Regions from separate parts of the Hordeum vulgare genome. Here region 1 is linked to region 2. The links are chromatin contacts, called in public Hi-C maps. All regions are on one chromosome and are shown on one strand. The core of a region is the stretch at or near the end of the contact, and the rest is flanking DNA. Distances in the headings are between cores, read along the strand shown.

Region 1 (2,700 bases), core at 173-2,672, 200 kb after region 2:
GTTGCATAGATATTTAAATTTTTAAAACTATTAAAAAAAACCTCCCACGTGAGATGCAACTTTGGCGACACGATGACTAACATGCGATCCAACACCGCCGCCATCTCTGGGTGGCGGCAGCGAGGGGAGTGGAGGAGGGAGGGAGGGAGGTGGTGATGTCGTATTGGCTTGAAATGGTAATTGCAGTTTGTGGGGCATGTCAAGTGGCAACGATGACACATGATGTGTGGAGTAAAGGTTAAGTGTTTCTTTAAGACTTGTGGTGGATGAAGTCAGAGATGTGGACGGACTATGTTGTGTCAATTTTGTCTCGCGATGGGTGGCAGTGTTTAGGATGTGTTGGTTCAGGCTGGCTCAGTTTGATGAGACAATGTTTTTTTTTACATGTCGGTGATGCTAAGATGTGGAGTTAGAGTCGACGAGTCGAGGGTGCTTCAGTTGATGGCAATGGCGATGACGCTGATGAGCAACATTGAGGGTTGGTGCATGCACTTGCACTTGTTTTTTTTTGTTTGGCTTGTTCAGGTATGTGCTGAGTCTGACTTGTTGTGGCCAAGACACCATCAAAATTAACAGTGATGGCAGTGTGGCGCTTCAGCATAGCAGAAGTGACGATGGAGAGGTAACTCGCTCTAAGCAGGGCTTAATTGCTGCCTGGTGCAAACCCTTTGGTGGGGTGACTAATCCCCTTGTTGCAGAGACCTTGGCATTGTGGGAAGGTGCTCTTTTTTCTCGGTTGAGAGGCTTTTCGAAGGTGATTTTAGAGACATATAGCTTGGAACTGGTTCAGCTATGGCATTTGCGTCACAATTCTCGCTCAGTTGTGGCGTCTATCTTGAATGAAATAGGGGAGCACGTAGCTTTCTTTTCTTCTTTTGGTATTCAGCTTTGTAATAGAGCGGCCAACACGTCTGTCCACTTGTGTGCAAAGCAAGCTAGCACTAGAGAGGTGACAGAGTGCTGGATGCAGTCGCAACCTAGCTTTCCTGTAACTTGCCTCCATGCAGATTTTGCCGGGGCTTTTGCTAAATAAATTCCCATATTTCCTGCTAAAAAAAACATGCCGTCCGAGGTAATGTAGTCAGTGCCTAAGAATGAGCTCAATTAACTTCCATCTCGAAAAGTAGGCCTTGCATGGGTCTCGTGCGAGCCTTACTAAGCTTCGCCCACCGTCACGCTGAACTAATAAATCGAAAAAAGAGCCCACGCAAATATGGAGGAGGGTCCGAAAAGTGGAGGCCCCGTCGAAATCGTAACCAACCACCAAGAGCCCAACGTCCGGAAAAAAATCCCAACGAGAAGCCCCGGAAAACCCACGCGGAAACCCCACACGTCGCCCTCTTTCCAGCCTGTCCTCCCTCCCTCCCCTCCGCCGTCTCCGCCTCTTAACTCTGCATCTCCCCCCGCCCCCCACCCGTGCCGACGGTGCCGTGCCCATCCAAATTCCATTCTCCTCTCCGTTCTTTACCTCCCCCCCTCTCTCGGATGGGAGGGGAATAATAAAGGCGCAACCCCATCCACCCCACGCCCCCGCAATGCGCCTCCTCGCCGCGCTCCTGCTCTTCGCCGCGGCGGCGGCGGCGGCCGCGGCCGAACTGCCCGAGTTCAGGGAGGCGCCGGCGTTCCGCAACGGCGCGGGGTGCGCGGGGGCGCCCACGATCCACATCGCCATGACCCTCGACGGCACCTACCTGCGCGGCTCCCTCGCGGGCGTCCTCTCCGTGCTCCGCCACGCCGCCTGCCCGGAGTCCATCGCCTTCCACTTCGTCGCCTCCTCGGCCTCCCCGGCCCGCCGCCTCGCCAGGCTCCGCGCCGCGCTCGCCGCCGCCTTCCCCACGCTCCCCGCCACCGTGCACCGCTTCGACGCCCGCCTCGTCCGCGGCAGGATCTCCTCCTCCGTCCGCCGCGCCCTCGACCAGCCCCTCAACTACGCCCGCATCTACCTCGCCGACATCCTCCCCCGCTCCGTCCCCCGCGTCCTCTACCTCGACTCGGACCTCCTCGTCGTCGACGACGTCGCGCGCCTCTGGGCCACCGACCTCGGCCCCGACGCCGCCCTCGCCGCGCCCGAGTACTGCAACGCCAACTTCACCCTCTACTTCACCGACGCCTTCTGGCGCCACCCCGGCTACCCCACCGTCTTCGCCAACCGCACGCGCGCGCCCTGCTACTTCAACACCGGGGTCATGGTCATCGACCTCGACAGGTGGCGCGCCGGCGGGTACACGGCCAAGCTCGAGTACTGGATGGACGTGCAGAAGCAGGAGGCCAGGATATACGAGCTCGGGTCTCTCCCGCCCTTCCTCCTGGTGTTCGCCGGCGACGTGAAGGCCGTGCAGCACAGGTGGAACCAGCACGGCCTCGGCGGGGACAACGTGGCAGGCCAGTGCCGGGAGTTGCACCCGGGGCCGGTGAGCCTGCTGCACTGGAGCGGCAAGGGGAAGCCGTGGCTGCGGCTCGACGCTGGCCGCCCGTGCCCGCTGGACGCGCTCTGGGCGCCCTACGACCTTCTCCGCCGCGGCGGCGCCCGTGACGACCTGCTCGCCGCCGTGGCCTGACAATGAGCGGCACACGTCGCTGGAGTGACAAGTCAGTCGTCCGAGTCCGGATCACGGCCCATGACCCGGCTCGGTTGCGGCGTCGCCGTCGTCGGGGTCGGTGTCGGTGACTCGGTGTAGGGGCAGTGACGGACGGACACGC
Region 2 (2,700 bases), core at 147-2,646:
TAACATAAAAAAATAACTGAAAATGGAATTCAATCACCCGATGCGCCATTGCACCAATCATAGGCCCTTCTCTAATTCTCTTACAACGTTTCTCTTTTTTTTAGGCCACACTTACGATGTTTCCGAAAAGGGTAAACAGGATTTGTGTACAGAGATCCGGTATTTGCTCGTTTATGTGTCACTGGACAAGAAAACACAGTTACGCTGAAGGGAATAATGTGATGAGATACATTCAATCCTCTCAGGGTCAATGATATGGTGCAGCCTCGTTGCCTTAAGTGTAAAGTGTTTCAGGCACAGTAATAACAAATCTCCGTCAACCAAGCACACAGGTACTTATCAGTAAGTTAAACAACTATTGAACGGTCTAGTATCTATAATAACTCACATTTAACACGATTCCATATTTAGATACAAGCGCCCCCTCATAAAAACAGATGTGTGACAACATTAATAGTTTAAGAGAAGCCCAAGTCTGCTCAATGACGGAGCTGAATACACCAACAGCGTGCTGGTTGCGGTTGGTACAGCAAGCTTCCCAGGTAACTCAGGCGCAAGCTCTACAAATCAAAGCAACAGATGCATGCATGAAGACATGTACGCTGGCACCAAAGCAGAGACGTCGAATATGGAATTTTGCTAGAAAAGGAGTAAAATCCATAGCCTCGCGTCCACATCGCTATGCTCCTAACAACCGCGACGTCGGGGGACCCACGTGGAAGCGACCCAGGACGCGATTGGCTGATTCCCCGAAGCAAATCCATCCTAATCCTGAAACACAAAGGCTCATCTCGTGTCTAGACGCATCGAAAACGCACGGAGAGATGCAGGCAGACGCATTAATCGGATCGGTGTCTCGCCACCCACCAAATCTCATGCAACAGAACACGGATCAACAGAGGATGATCATGCAAGCTGGCGCGTCATGGTAATACTACCTTGGATGGTGGTGTCCTGGCCCTGGACCGCGCGCACCACGGACGCGCCGCGGCGGACGCCCCACCGGCGGCTCCCGGCGGGGCCTGAGACCGCGCGGAGGGCCTGGGCCTGGGCCTGGGGACGCGGGCCGCGGGCGGGCGGGAGCGCGTGGTGCGGGCGCCGAGAAACCGCGAGCGAGGCGGCGGCGAGGGGCGAGGAGGAGGCGGCGACGGAGGCCATGGCGGTGGCGGTGGAGGTGGAGGTGGGGATGGGGACGGGGGGAGAGTTCCGGAAGCACGGAGAAGAGCGCGTTTGTTGTGATGCGGGAGGGAGGGGGGCGGTTGGGGACGACGGATGGAAAGGGAGGCGGGGGTGGCTGGCTGGCTCTTCTTGTTTGCTGCTCGCGTGTGTTGGTGGTGTCATGTGGTGGCCTCGCGCGCCGGGCTCGGTCGGTCGGTTGGTCGTTGCAACGGTGAGCTGGCGTTTTGGCTCGCTTGGCACGAGGGATCAGGGGAGGCGGGTACACGACGGCGCGTTGTTTTCGCTCTTCCGTCGACAAGTTGCCGCCTGAACCGCAAGTGTGAGTGAGGTATAGAGTGACCGTACAGTGAAGATGCAGTGCGCGCGGGGCGGAACGAAGATGAACGCATGGAGGGGGTAAGTTTGTTCATGAAAATTCATGTTTTACTAGTATTAAAGAAGAATTACTAGTATTAAAGAAGAATCAATTCATTAAGGCCTCGTTTGGTTAAGGGGGATTAGGGAGGTTTTGAGAGGGATGGATTTCAGTTGATTCCACCCAATCCTCTCAAATCACCGGAGTTTTGCTTTCACTAGTCCCTCGAGTAGGGTTTTGAAACACATGGATAGAAAGGGATTGAAGGGGAACGGAGGGGATTGGGTTAAGCAAACCCCTCCTATCAAATGGGCATCCGAGGATATGTGGGGTTTCTGACCATTCCGAGGATTTTCCTCTAAAAACCTCCCCGACCCCCCTTAACCAAACGAGGCCTTAGGCCTCCCTCCCTTGTCCTCCCTTAGATCCGTATCTGCTAGCGGTTGAGCCTACCACAGCTAGCAGTACGGGCTGCTACCTCTTGCAGCATGCAGAGGTTGACAAAGAATGAGTACGAATTATAGCATCTTCATCGGATATCTTTATCATTAAATATGTAGCCGCAAACTTTTAAAATATAGAAGGATGCTGCAGCTTCCCCAGTATACTTCCTAAATACTGTGGGAGGCGTAATTTATCTCACCTTTCTTTCAATGTGCATCACTAAAAAGTAACAAATTTCACATGCCCACAAAGGTGGCCATGTGGGCAAGCCCAGCCGATATGGTCCGTGTTGGCCCTTTTATAAAAGAGTTGTGCCGTGTCGTCTAAATGTATGCGAAATCATTAGTTGAAGAGTATTTCTTTCAAAAATCATTCTTACCTTTCGGATTGTGACAAATGACGTACAACATGTGTGTGATTTGTGGTAACCTAAGACTTTTTTCTTTTTTTGTCGATTCGTAATTTTAAAACGTTTTATCTTTTAGACCGTGTGTTAAATCTTGATCTGTTTTTATCAGTAGATTCTTCGAGCCGAGATATTAAAAAACAGATACCGTGTTGATAGGTTTTGACGATTTTTTTTCATGAAAAAACGAGACCAAAAAACCGTACCTCTCGCGGAAGAAAAAAAGCGTGTTTTTTCATTTCCTCTCGCAAAAACAAAACCCCGCCTCTCGTAAAAAAATAAATACCACATTTTTTCGTTTCTGAAAGGCATGACC

The links. A called contact is a pair of places that touch in the nucleus more often than the background predicts.
Region 1: a contact with region 2 is called in a Hi-C map of leaf, with 4 times the contacts expected there. The contact joins the promoter of LOC123427330 here to the promoter of LOC123427326 in region 2. A contact is called at or near these places in 2 of 6 Hi-C or Micro-C datasets (leaf and seedling).

What each region holds. Positions count from the first base shown.
Region 1 is chr2H:567,298,909-567,301,608 of MorexV3_pseudomolecules_assembly, forward strand. LOC123427330 (probable galacturonosyltransferase-like 3) reads left to right here and starts at 1,423. Exons shown (of 1, transcript XM_045111345.1): 1 at 1,423-2,700. The coding sequence starts at 1,536. The coding sequence ends at 2,558.
Region 2 is chr2H:567,094,467-567,097,166 of MorexV3_pseudomolecules_assembly, forward strand. LOC123427326 (thioredoxin M2, chloroplastic-like) reads right to left here and starts at 1,397. Exons shown (of 2, transcript XM_045111338.1): 1 at 939-1,397. The coding sequence starts at 1,341.